Regions from separate parts of the Gossypium hirsutum genome. Here regions 2 and 3 are each linked to region 1. The links are chromatin contacts, called in public Hi-C maps. All regions are on one chromosome and are shown on one strand. The core of a region is the stretch at or near the end of the contact, and the rest is flanking DNA. Distances in the headings are between cores, read along the strand shown. Region 1 holds the start of LOC107911480 (cellulose synthase A catalytic subunit 2 [UDP-forming]). Region 2 holds the start of LOC107911481 (ATP synthase subunit delta', mitochondrial). Region 3 holds the start of LOC107921000 (exosome complex component RRP4 homolog).

What was found. A called contact is a pair of places that touch in the nucleus more often than the background predicts.
Region 2: a Hi-C map of leaf shows a contact between it and region 1, with 4 times the contacts expected there. The contact joins the promoter of LOC107911481 here to the promoter of LOC107911480 in region 1. A contact is called at or near these places in 5 of 34 Hi-C or Micro-C datasets (all in leaf).
Region 3: a Hi-C map of leaf shows a contact between it and region 1, with 2.9 times the contacts expected there. The contact joins the promoter of LOC107921000 here to the promoter of LOC107911480 in region 1. A contact is called at or near these places in 3 of 34 Hi-C or Micro-C datasets (all in leaf).

The regions. Positions count from the first base shown.
Region 1 is chrD11:39,772,472-39,777,205 of Gossypium_hirsutum_v2.1, forward strand. LOC107911480 (cellulose synthase A catalytic subunit 2 [UDP-forming]) reads left to right here and starts at 2,481. Exons shown (of 14, transcript XM_016839296.2): 1 at 2,481-3,124; 2 at 4,260-4,455; 3 at 4,539-4,734. The coding sequence starts at 3,044.
Region 2 is chrD11:39,626,900-39,631,633 of Gossypium_hirsutum_v2.1, forward strand. LOC107911481 (ATP synthase subunit delta', mitochondrial) reads right to left here and starts at 2,312. Exons shown (of 2, transcript XM_016839297.2): 1 at 1,783-2,312. The coding sequence starts at 2,043.
Region 3 is chrD11:39,920,754-39,925,487 of Gossypium_hirsutum_v2.1, forward strand. It overlaps LOC107921000 (exosome complex component RRP4 homolog), which reads left to right and starts at 2,500. Exons shown (of 7, transcript XM_016850845.2): 1 at 2,500-3,017; 2 at 3,102-3,203; 3 at 3,294-3,339; 4 at 3,476-3,565; 5 at 4,080-4,145; 6 at 4,274-4,342; 7 at 4,438-4,734. The coding sequence starts at 2,863. It overlaps LOC107921326 (protein S-acyltransferase 8), which reads left to right. Exons shown (of 5, transcript XM_041104516.1): 5 at 1-286. The coding sequence ends at 17.

The sequences.
Region 1 (4,734 bases), core at 1,231-3,730:
ATTATTATACCATTTGTATGTATAAAATCACGTTACATCATTTTTTACTCAAATTTAAAGATAGAAATTTTTTAAAAATTGAGATAATGTTCGTATTTAGGATTTTCAAGGGAATTGAGCCCTAACGTATTGGGTTCCGATTTTCTTCGTTAAATCCGACAATCGAGCATTTCTCTTCAATCAAAAAAAATAAAAACTCATTATTGGGAATTCAACACGTTGTGTCCTAACGTATTGGATGTGACGCATTGATTTCTCGAAATGAAGATTTTTTTTGAAAATAATAAAGGAAATATTCCGAGTTTGGGATTTTAAAGGAATTGTGCCCTAACGTATTGGGTGTGATTTCTTAAATCTTGGATAAGTTGATGTTCTTTTAAAGTAAAGGAAATATTCCGAGTTTGGGATTCTAGAGGAATCGTGCCCTAACGTATTGGGTGTGATTTCTTGAATCTTGGATGAGTGGATGTTCTTTTAAAGTTTTATTGTACAAGTATTTTGGCCCAATTCATTTTGGGGAAAATTAGAATGCTGTGCCCTAACACATTGGGTGTGGTATCTTCTTTCTCTGAAATAATAAGGGTCTTAATACGTAGCCTTTTAAGTTTTGCTAAGGATTACTTTTTTTTCCAAATTCTCGACCTTAAGATACTAATTAATTAACTAGGTACCAATTTTGGGCGTTACGAGGGTGCTAATCCTTCCTCGTACGTAACTGACTCCCGGATCCGTTTTTCTAAAACTCGTAGACCAAAGCCGTTTTTTTAGGTGATCCAATCACACCTCAATAAAAGATTAGTGGCGACTCCCAAATTTTCATTTTTTTTAGAGTTGACAACCTAAATTTTTTGTTTTCAAAAATGGTTTCGACAGTTTTTTTCTGACCTAGTTGGTACCTAAACTTGTATTTTGTCACTTAAATTGGTATTTTCGCATTAATACCATAAGTTTGTGTTGATGTGACACAAATGACAAATATGATGGTGACACATGGTAACCTATCAGTATGACGCATGATGAACATAATTTAAAAAATTTTAAAAATATATAAATTAATAAAAATAAAACTTTTTTTGCATTAAGGATGAACCTAGACAAATGATTGTCCGAATTCAAATGTACTTGAACAACCATTTATCTATATTCATTTTGACGTACTTTTAGTAAGTTTATATGTTTTTAACTTTTTTTTATAAAATATTTGTTTATTATTATTTCGAAATTAAAATTATATAAAATTTTAATAAAAGGGTTAATACATAGTTTACCCCTTTAATTTATTAAAAAGTATCTAGTTAGTATTTGAGTTTTTTTTCTAACCTAGTTGGTACCTAAACTTGTATTTCATCACTCAAATTGGTATCTTCTCACTAACACCGTACTGTAAGTTTGTGTTGATGTGACACTAATGACAAATCTGATAGTGACACATGGCAATCTATCAGTATGACGCATGATGAACATAATTTAAAAAAATTAAAAATATATAAATTAATAAAAATAAAACTTTTTTCTCATCAAGAATGAACCTAGACATATGGTTGTCCAAATTCAAATGTATTTGGACAAACATTTGTCTAAGTTCATTTTGATGTACTTTTAGTAAGTTTATATGTTTTTTTAATTTTTTATAAAATATTTGTTTATTATTATTTTGAAATTAAAAATATATAAAATTTTAAAATGTATAAATTAATAAAATATATAAAAAAATTTACATAAAAAATGAACTTAGACAAATGGTTGTCCAATTTAAATACATATGGATAACTGTTTAGCCAAATTCATGGTAGATGTTCTTTTTAGTTCTTTTATATATTTATAAAATCTTAATTATTTTTATTATATTGTATTTTTATATATTTTTTAAAATATTATAGGCTTTTTATATATTTTTAATGGTATATATTTTTTTTATAAATTTACATTTTATATATATTTTTGAATAATAACTTAAAAATTGATATTTTATAAGAAATAAAAAATATATATTTTACTAAAATTATATCTAGATTTATATGTATCTGGACAACTATTTATTCAGGTTCATTCTTAACGTGAAAACAAATATTTTTATTAATTTATATATTTTAATTTTTAATTTTTGATTAACACGACAACCATTTAAATGTATTTAGATTTTTAAAATTTTTTAATTTATATCTACCATATGTCATGTTAAGAGATTACTATATGTCAGCATCGGATTGACCATCAATATCAAATCAACACAAACAAATTGACTAAATAATTTTTATTTTTGAACCATTTCAGAGGTCAACCCTTGCATTAATTTTTTAGAAATAAAGAATAGAATCCATTAATCAATAAAAATAAAAAATGTTCTTTGGTTTTTCTAAAAAATATTATTCTTTTGGTAATAATAATACTAAACAAGGATTTAATTTTTGATCAAATAATTTATTAAGAAAATCCAAAATATCCTTAAAAAAAGAGAGAGAAAATCTCAGGAAAGGAAAAAACTCAAGAAAGAAAGGTTAAAAAAAAACACTTAGACCCCAGCTTCCAGATCTAAATTCTTTCCCCATAGCCAACAAAACACTCAACAGTCTTTTTTTTTTCTTTTTTTCTTTTTGGGATTATTATTTTTCTCTATCTTTTAGAAGTGCTTCCCCTTCTGCTTGTTATCTCCTTCTTCGTTACGCGTCCTCATTTTAAACACTTTCATCACTACTTTCTCTCTCTAAAACTTTCCATTTTTCTTTTATTCTCGTTCTCTGAAATTGCGACCGAACCAGCCAGGTTTCCAAGCAGACTTGGCTTGCTTCTCAATCCAAAACCCATTTCCCTTTGTTTGTTCCTTTTCCCCCTTTTCGAGTATCTTATTCCATTATTATAATACCACCGGAGGGTACTCTTTTGTGGTGGAGCTGCGATTTCTCTTTCTTGTTATGGGAAGTGAAAGGACCAATTTTGGATCTTTTCGAGGAAATTGGTGGTACTGAGACTTGACTTCATTCAGTACTGAAGAAGAGACCGAGGGTTTTCAGAGTTGGATTGTTTCCTATTGCTATAATCGGCTATGGACACTGGAGGCCGACTCATTGCTGGTTCTCACAACAGAAATGAATTTGTTTTGATAAACGCAGATGAAAATGCAAGAGTAAGATACTTGTAATGTAATCTAAAAAAAAAAGAGCTTCTGTTTTTTTTTTACGTCTTTTTTGTTATTTGAGGAATACCCACTTGCTAATTTTGCTGTTTCATGAAATGGGTTTTCGTATTTCTTTCTGTGTATTGCACGAAATTGCGAGTAATTTCATTTCTCTGATCAGGATTTCACTAGAAATGTAACATGTTTTTGAGGCTAAATTTACAAAATTTTATACCTTTTTGTTCCATTTTGAGCCTTAAACCCCCTGAATCTTTTGAGTTTCTTTGGGGTTTTGGGTTTTTCGTCATGGGAGTTTAAAAATAGAGTTGTCTGAGTGTTGCTTGGTTAATAGGCGTTTCCATTACATTTCGTTTTAGGTGAAGTTCGGTTTTTGTGGTTGTTAACTATATGATTTTTGATGTTTTTAGGTCTGGTTCAGATTTCTTTTCTTGCATTTAAGATTTGCTATTCCTTCATTTTAGATTCTGGGAATTTGGCACAAACTGGAAGAAAGCATATGATTCTGATTCTGCCGTACATATTGGTCTCGTTAAATTGTTGAATTCTTCCAAATCTTTTGGAATTTAAGACATGGATGATTTGAATTTTGTCATAATGCTGAACTAAGCTCTGCTTATTTTTTTTGGCAATATTGATTTAAATCTTCAATGATTTAGCTTATACAGTTTTTAATGTAGCGTTCAAGTTCCTTATGTATTTATGATTTAATAAGCTATTTGAACTTGCAAGTTGCAATGCTCTCATAAAGGAGGAAATAAGAACGGGAGCTGTTTTTGTGAACCACTGTGTTGATAACCAGAAAAATATTAACTAAGATGTGAAGAAATAAATTCCTTATGTCTGCAATTCTATTTTTGTTTGCAAAGTATTGCCTTCATCAAAACATATTAAGTTGAAATGAAAATGTTGGTAGTTCTAATTGGTAACTGGTCAAGGTTTGATGTAATTACAGGGTTAGCTTCTAGTACATTTAGGCATTTGTTAAATTCTGTGAGAATTGTTCTCCTTCAGGACTGTGCAAATAGAACTTTTACCACTGCTTTAGTTTGCACTGGATTTGTTGTTCTGGCATTTCATAATCAGGTACTGATGGTACGCTCTTTGTGGTTGTTGTTCTTATCAGATAAAGTCTGTGAAAGAATTGAGTGGGCAAACGTGTCAGATCTGTGGGGATGAGATTGAGATTACAGTGGATGGGGAGCCCTTTGTTGCCTGCAACGAATGTGCTTTCCCTGTGTGCAGACCCTGCTATGAGTATGAGAGAAGAGAAGGAAACCAAGCTTGCCCGCAGTGCAAAACCAGATATAAACGAATCAAAGGTGAAAGTGTTATTGCAATGTATGAGCTACATTGGCATTCCAAATGACTTATGAGTGTCCCTAACTAGTGATGTGAATTGCAGGCAGTCCTAGGGTTGAAGGTGATGAGGAAGAAGATGACATAGATGACCTGGACAATGAGTTCGACTATGATGCTTTGGATCCTCAACAAGTTGCTGAGGCTATGCTCGGTGGGCACCTTAACACTGGCCGTGGTTTCCACCCTAATGGCTCTGGATTGCCTGCACATTCAGAATTAGATTCTTCTCCTCCTAGCTC
Region 2 (4,734 bases), core at 1,062-3,561, 150 kb before region 1:
TATTTTTACATATATTGCAATGATTTATTTATAAATATTCATTTTTCATACAACAATACTCAAAATCTTGGAATCACAATATCATATTTGTAACATTTGCAGTAACTAAACTCAACAAATCAAAACATCTCCACTTTTAAACATCCTATCCTATTAAATTATTAATTACCAATGGAGGAACATATTTCTAGTAACACAAGAAGCTGATAATAACCGAGCTAATTCATAAAAGACTATATTATCCATTACTTTCCTTCATACACTCTACGTTTTTCCTACTTGGCAAAGGCACCATGAAAAGTTGCATTCTTATTTTCAATTTTCATAGGCAAACCCATACCAAAACACAAAGAGTAGAACATAAATAAACACTAGTGGAGTGACAAAGGATTTACTATCAAGTCTTCAGTTGACATTGGTCTCAAGTTTGATCTCTGAATTAATCTCTTACCCCTTTCCCCTTAAAAAAAAAGTGTATTTATGCAAAAAAACCTTCAACAGTTAACTTTGTCACTTGAGTGACCTGTTTAAAAGGAAGGGATAGATATGGCTAGAATTACATTTTGAGAATATTAGGAGACTTCTTAGTGGCCTTTGGTGTTGGAACCTATCAAAAGAAATAAAGACAGAATGGAAGAAAAATGTTTGAATAGTGGAATCAAATCATAGCAAGGATTGGCAAACTTGATCAAGTATCAGTATTATCATCATCCTTCAAGGAACAAATATAAGTGATAGATAGACATTAGTTTTGGTAGTTAGGTGCAATCCTTTAGAATTACATCTTTTCCCTCATTACCAATCTATGCCCATGAGCTGAAATTAATTATCTTTGTGCAAAATTATGAGGTTCCATTCGATGTCCAAAATTCAGAGCAAGGCAAATGCTTTTGAAAATTAAATAAAAATATATATAGCATAATAAGGAATATTGTGGAACTAAAATTATGAACACATAAGTTTTTTATAAGCAAATCCAACTTTCCAACACAAATGCTCCAGGTATCCGAGTGAATGCTTAGAAATATCATGACGGTAAGGCGTGCAAGTGCACGAAGTAAAGTAGGATAGCAAATGCTAATAAAAATACAACCCTCACTCTCTATTTGTCTACTCAAGGATTTTAAGGACACTAGTTATCAATGTCACTGCATTTTTAAGTGCATTCCCAATGAACTCACAATCCAATAATCCTGATATGGCCATTAACTTTTTCATCTAAAAGGAGTAGCAGAATTGGCATTGACAAGAAATAGACAACAAATATGAAAACAAATATTTCTTTTGGGATAAATGAGCTGCAGCTAAAAGCCTAAAAGATATCCTATGATCAGTTTCTGAATATGAAAATCAGTAAAGGTAATACGAATACACTCTAAATTGCAGTGCAATACCACAGTTTGTTGTCTTGTCTTCCAGGGAATTTAATTTTGTTTCAGAATTTGTAACCCGATTTAAAGACTGCATTGAATGGTATCATTATCAAATAAATTCATCAATAGGAGTTGTATGGGGCAAATGTTTGAAATCAACAGTAATGCCGTACAATTATAGACCCATTCAGATAATCAAGACAAAATAAAAGTAATTGGCATTGCATTCTATCGAAAAAACAACTAACATAATTTTAGCAAAAATAAAAAATAAAGGTTTGACATTTTGCCTTGTACCAGATAATAGCATGAAAATATTCATTTCCACAATCCTAATCCCAGAAAACAGAATTGAAGACAAATCGGAAATATCCCAAATAGAATTTAAAGAAAAAAACCCAAATGTTACCTCTATGGTGGCCAACTCAGAAGCATAAGGAAGGACGAAATGGACAGTGAGTTTGGAAGGAATGGAGGAAGGAGTGGGAGGATGAGGTTGCATGAAAGAGAGAGGAGTTTTAGGAGGTTCCATATTGGGGATCACTTTAGAACACGCCTCCGTGAACGTGGCATCCGCAAAGGGAGCCGCTGGCAGATCAGTGGAGAACGATCGAGCCCTTGCTGCCAAAATGGGTCGACGGGCCAATAGCATTGATGCTGGACGCAACATTCTGGGAGGGGGTTGGTGGTGATCGCTCGGCTATTGCAAGGTCAGAGACAGCGTCGGAGAAGAGGGGTCGTTCAGTCTCTTTCTTCACTCTTTTTTGTTTTGGTACTTTGTATTTTTGAAACCGCTGCTGGCTAACGGCAAGCAGTAGATCAGGGTGACAAGGATGGGGGAAGGGGGAAGGGGGAAGGGGGAAGGGGAAGAGGCATCAGGTTGAGTTTACTGGTGAAGGGAAAATCTTTGAAAAAGGTCTTACCAAAATAAAATTTGTAAGACATTTTCGTAAAATAAACATTTATTTTTCCATGTTTTGTAAAAGGTTTAGGATGGGAAACTATTTTTAGCCAAACAAACCTTAAAAAAGGCTCTTTTATTTTTACAAGTAAACAAACACAATCTATATTAATTGTTTTGGTTTTTTCAAAAGAAACTTTATTTTTGAAACCAAAAGTAAGTTTTCTGAAAAAGATCTGTTTTAATCTACGAAACTCTATTTTCAAAACACGATTTTGAAAAGATTATTTTAAAACATAGTTTTATGTGAGCCAATGTTTTAGGTATGTTTTGAAAGAATGGTTTTTAAATTGTGTTTTAAAGGCACTTAATGTCCAAGTTTTTTATAAGCAAATGTTTCAGCTCTGCTTCGTGCGTGCTCTTTATTAAGTTCGCTTTGTATGAGCTACTTGTTTAGCTTTGCTTTAGTGCGAGCTTTTTGTTCTGTGAGCTCTTTTGTGAGCCTTTTGATTGGTATATCAAAGATTGTGAGTGCTCATCAGCTTGTTAGTAAGCATGCTTTAACCGAACCGGTCTTGTGACCTAAGGTAGACCCTATTCATGTTTTTTGTTTGACAAACCATCGTGCGACCTAAGGCCGACTCTGTTATGATATATGTGAACTGGTCTTTGTCGCGTGTGAATATGATGTGCGAATTGTGCAATTGTGCATGTTGAATGAGTATCATTCCCACGAGGATTGGATGAGTGCTCTTTGTCTATGTTATCACAATTGAATATAAAAGATAAATGTATCGAATGATGTTTAATGAAATTAAAATGGGATTAACACATTAGAAATGAGAGTAATCAAGTATACTAACAGAGATTACCATGGCAACAAATCAAACAAGAGTACTAAGGACTATAGCAAGGTTGGAATATTGGTCGTGAAGGCTGGGATTACTAAGGAATATGTTCTAACCCGTGAATGTCGTGGCAAAACTATGGCGAACTTACTATTCGATTGGGCACTATTGTGGTTTACCTCTATCGAAAGCAAGACCTAGAGTTACTCACCCCTAAGACACTATATGTCTATAGGCTCGGGATTAACAACTACTACTAAAACTCAACCTTCTAAATTGTATAAGGTAAGGCTCTATGTCTAGAGTTTACACTAGTATTTCATTCAACACTCACTTATATTACCCAACTTCAGTCTAGGTAACCTAATCCGTCGGTGTCAAGCTACCTTAAGACTTATTGAGCATTCATCAACACTTTCTTAAGCTTTTAAACTAAAACAACCATTGATTAAAGCAGAAACATGAACCATATTAATCCATAAATATTAATCAAAGTTAAAACATCATTTAAAGCAAACCCCAACCGTATTAAGTTAGCTCATGGCTTGGCTACACATCAATATCCCAAAATATCATTTTAGAATAAAAGAATTGAAACAAAATGTAGAAGAAGAAATCTGGGTTTCAAAACTCCAATCCTCCCAACTCGATATCTTGTTGCTCGCCTTCACCAAAGTTCACAGTCAGCTCAACTTGCCCTTATTGCCACAATGAGACCTCTGTCCAAGCTCCGAAAACATCTCATGTCTCCCTCCTTTCTTTGCCTTTTATACTGGGTTGTCCTCTAGGGTAAAATCCGTCAGCCAATGATTGTTTTTTTCCCTAATTTTAAGTTGAATATTCTCTATTACACGTGCATGTAGGGGACCAAATACTGAGTGCCCTCATTGCCGATTGGGTGTTTGTCATTTTCTTCACCAGCATTACCATGTCAATCTCTCATAATGCCTAGACAAACCTCCATCCTTTACTAGCATTCTCCCTCAAACATGTCATTCAACCACAACAAGACATTTCCAAAAGTAATTAAAAGTAAAGATGCAATAAAGTAATCACCATCGCAAGTTATTAGATGCACTACTCGATTGAATAGAAATGATCATGCAATTACCTAAAATGAAGCTAATTTTACTTAAGCACAAGCAATTAATTAAGTTTAAAAATTATGAATTATAACTCCTTTCAAGAGTTATCAGTCTTGCGACCTAAGGCAGACCTTATTCAAAGTTTTCTAAAAACTATAAGCGAGTTGGTTTCGCGACCTAAGGCGAACCTAGTCTTAGGTTTTTAAATGATTTTGAAAGTATTGGCCTCATGATTTCAAAGCGAGCCTTTTTAAAGAAAGTTTTTAAAGAAAGGATTAATAAACATTCTTTAGCAAGTTTTTAAAGAAAGGATTAATAAGCATTCTTTTTAACACTGTTTTCACAAAATATGTTTTCCTATGCGAACTAGGTCTCGCAACCTTACATCCGAACCCAATACGCAAAATGTTTTCAAACTAAAGTTTTCTACTATTTTCAAATACTATCTTTAAGTATAACCTATTGGTTTATGATCATTCATTGAGTTTTCAATGAACTCACCCACTCCTCTCTTACTTCTCAGGTAA
Region 3 (4,734 bases), core at 1,250-3,749, 150 kb after region 1:
AAGCTGAAGATGCTTAAGAGCAACCTCAACAAGCAGCAGCAGGCCTTTACCAAATCTCTTCTAAGGCTAGCTGAGTTCCTTTGGGATGAAAAATACCTTAAATGGGTAACTTTATCTTTGCCTAGAAATCTTGAGGGCATGGATAGCTAAAGAATTTTGAAAGAAAGAAAGAAAGAAAGAAACAGCAGCATAGACTAGCACTGATTGTTTTATCAGAGTCCATATTTGTTTATAGACAGTGCAAATCCAATTTAGTTTTATAAATATCCATCACTGAGTTATTCAATTCTCCCTTCTCAACATTGCATTATTATTATTTTTCCTATATTATGGTAGCATAATTTCCATCATAGATACATTTGTGAAGAGATTTTTGATTCGTTTAAGAGAAAGTTGTATAATGCTCACTCAGAACTCTGTAAAGAAAAAAAATAATTTTGAGCAAACTGAGTATGTGGATTGACAACTAGATATTCTAATTCTCATAAAATGATCTATTTTGATCAACCATCAATATTATCTCTTCAATCAATATAAGATATTTAGAGAGAGCTAATTAGAAGTCTAATTATTTAGAATTGTCAATAAATAAAGAGTCTTCAAGGCATAATAAATCTTATGGACGGCAAATCAAGCCCAATAAGTACTCTTAATGCCACCTCCTTGCTTGCTTGGGTGGCAAGGTTTCTCCATACATGTGTTTGTCACCTTTTAATATTAAGGCTTACATATATTTTGGATTGTTAATTAATTTCAAGTAAAAAATTAAAATTAATTATCTAATTAAATATAGTACGCAAACCCTATTTTAATCTCGTTGAACTCACCACGTTTTTATTGTATTAAAATGCATACACAATTTTATTTACTTAATTTTATTTCAAGCAATTAAATATTATAATCACTTAATTTAAATCCACTTCGAATCCATCATTTGATCTAATTAAATAAATATCCAAAGTAACTAAATTAATCCCAGATCAATCTAATCGTTAAACAAAAAAAAAACTTATTATTTCAATGAGTAAATCTAGTGAACTAATTCTACTTGTTCAATGTGTACGGTCCCATGCAAGTGTTCATATTAAACTTAATCTGTCAAAAAGTTGTGTTGAGTTAATAGATGAACCGATTGGACATATATAATTATGACTTAAATAAATTGTAATTAAGTTTTGGCTCTTTGTCTATTAATTATAAAGTTATTTTGTCACATAGTCATTCCACTAAAGTATTATAATTGATCTCCCTATTATATACTATTACTGTAACGCCCCCAAATTTTCTATACAACATCTGGTATTGTTCTGAGATCATGTTTAGTGAACTTTGAGAAAATATAAAAATGAGTTAGAAAAAGAGATCATAAGGAATTAATTTGATATTGGTGATGGAAATCAATGAAGAGTTGTGAATGTGAAAATGTGATAAAATGATCAATCATAAATTTTAAAAAGTATGAACACTAAAATATAATTTTACTAATTTGAGAAAATGTTAGTTAATAATGATTATTTGGAATAAAAATGACATGAAATGTATATTGGTAGGATGAAGATCACATTTAGTCTAAATTGGATAAGATTAAAAAGCATAGGGATTAATTTATGAATTTTCACTTTCACCATAAAAAGATAATTTATGACATAAGTAAACTAATATTGGAGTATAATTGTGAACTATACTATTTAGATATGTTAATGTGTCATCTTTATGAGAAGGGAAAATTGACTTGAGATGGCTAGTAACAAGTTACAAGCACAAAGAAAACTAGGGGAGAATCGAAGCTTATGTTCTTAAATGCTATCTGATGTTTAAATCAGCAGGTATTTAAAAGAGATAAAGGGTTTGAAATATATTAGAGAATAATGATAGTGAAAGATATTCCTTAATAATTGCTAGATCTTCCTTTTTTATCAAAACTTGCGGCCATTCCTTTTGTTACTCATGAGTTGCTTTCTTGCATAAGAGTGTGTGGTCGTATTGATTGGTTGAGATATTCGTAGTCGTTAATATCATGTTCTAAAACCATGTGCTTACTCGTTAGGGTATCCTTATTTGGCAAGATTGTGACCATGAACTTTGTGGTGTTACCCTATTCTTTTATTTAGGTGTTTATTGGATAGTAATGTTTATCTTAAAGCGCCAAGTGTAACATTGAAGTTGTAATTGAGTTAATATCGATTATGTTCGCTCTAATACATATTTTTTGGATTGGGGTAACAACTTTATATTAAATTTTCTAGAGTTGAATTATTTGTTTAATTTAAATTTCTCAATTATTACAAGTATTTTAAATTTAGATTAATTTGATTAGATATGAATAACTATTTAATCAAAAAAAATGTTTACATTAATTATAAAAAATAGCCTTCTAAAATGTTTTAATATATTTTAAATAATAAAAACAGCTTTTGACTTCTAACAATTGAGTTAAGCCTTCGCTTCTGAACAAATTTATTTAAATTAGGTTTTTCTTAGTTATAAGATATTTAGGCAAAAGAAATATCATTGTGCAGAAAATCTAACTTCTTCAACCCACGTAACTTTTCCCCTGTTTCTTATGCATTTCTCTCTGTCTCTTCTTTAAGCTTGAGCTGCGAGATATTTTTTTTGGGTACTTTGGTCACGGAAACAAAATTACAGAAATCTTACAAAAGTACGAACAAATCAACCGGGTGGCCCAATTAAATAGCCCGTTAACAGCCCAATTAGTAATCAAAGAATGGGGGGAAATTCAATCGAGGCATTAGGGTTTAGGGTTTCTTCTTCTCCTTCTTCTCTCCACTTTTTTTGTTTTGCAGGAAGAGTTTGAGTACCCCGAAATCAAGCTTATGCCGAGTAGCCGATAACAAAGATAAAATGAGAGGATTGAAGTTACCGTTGAGCCAAACCCAAAGGGTAAGACTTCAAAGGGCATTCGAAAAGCTTCAGTCTCTATCTGCTATGGCCAATTCCGACGCTTCCGTTACCGTCGCCGATACTATTCCTGTCAACTACGAAGACGCTTTTCTCAAGTGCTCCCCAAAAACTACAATTAAATTAATTATATAGCATGGCTAAACACTTGTTTTATGTTCTTCACTTTTTTTTTTCTGAAGGGGACATGGAACAACGGACCTCAACGGCGAATTGGTGGCAACTGTGTGCGGCGTTGTGGAGCGCGTCAACAAACTGGTCTACGTACGCTCCTTACGCGCTAGGTATTCTCAAACAAAAATCTCTCTTCAATCCTATTACTCTTCTTTTGTTGTTTTGGAATTTAATTATTTTCGAATTATTAAATCTTTTAGGTACAAGCCAGAGGTTGGGGATGTCGTAGTGGGACGTGTAGTCGAGGTAAGGCCTAAAGTGGCTGAATAACACTTACCTTCAAATGTGGCATTGACCCAGTATTTCCCTTTGTACCAAAAATAATTATTCTTCTTTTCTGGAACACATAAGGGACTTTGCATTTTCATTTATTCATATTCAGGTTGCTCAAAAGCGGTGGAGATTAGAAATTAATTTTAGCCAAGATGCGGTTTTAATGCTTTCTTCAATGAACATGCCTGATGGTATTCAGGTAACTTGTATATTCCTTGCAGAAATTATGTAGAATTTATAATGAAATTCGATTGAGGTTGGATGCTTGATGTGAGAGTGCAGTTCTCCTTGTATATTGTTAGACTAGCAAAGTCTTTTTAGTTGAACTTCCACCATTGGTCTGATACTGCATAGTATCCCTTGAAGCTATCCATTGAATTTTATATGAGCAACATTTATAAGTTCCTCATTCCTTGTTTGTCTTGCTTCAAAACTGCCTCATATTTATGCTAGCTGCGTTTTGATGCCATATGGGGAAAATATTTATGTTTTTTCCCTATGTTATACTGACTCATTTTTCTTGAAGAACCTGTTTTTGACATATATTTGGTCATTGATATGTGGATATGATCCTCCTAATAGATGGAAAATTTAGAAAATTGAATATACCCATGTTGGACATTTAAGTCCGATACTCATCCCTAAGTAACATACAACTTTGCTTTTGCTCCCTTATAAATTTTCCTAATTTAAATTTCACTTTGTATTATTAGCGACGGCGAACTGCTTTGGATGAACTCAACATGCGAAGTATATTTGAAGAGAATGATATTGTCTGTGTAAGTCCAGTGACGCACTTGTTTGTGTTCTCTTTTGTAGTATTTTTATATGAACATGAACATGCTATATGACAAATAGAAGAAAACGATGAACACTTGTGTTGGAAATGACATTCTTTTTTCTTCAGGCTGAGGTTCGTAATTTCCAGCATGATGGCAGCTTACAACTCCAAGCAAGAAGCCGAAAGTATGGAAAGGTATCTATCTCGAAAGAATTTGTATATCCCTTCTGATTTGGCATAGTTTGTCGATCTTAATAATGCTATTGCTGATTGAATCGACATGTACACAGCTTGAGAAAGGCCAGTTGCTCATAATTGATCCTTACCTGGTGAAGAAAAGCAAACAGCATTTCCATCACCTTGAACAGTTTGGAATTGGCTTGATACTTGGACGTAACGGATATATATGGATTGGCGAACATGTTGAAGCTAGAGACAGTATGGTAATCGATCAAGCTAAAAGTACTGAACAATCTACAGTTGTTGAAGGAATAAACCAAGCTTATACCCCGCTAGAGATGAGGCAAAACATATGCAGAATTGGAAATGCTATCCGAGTATTGACGAGTTTAGGTTTCAATGTAGAT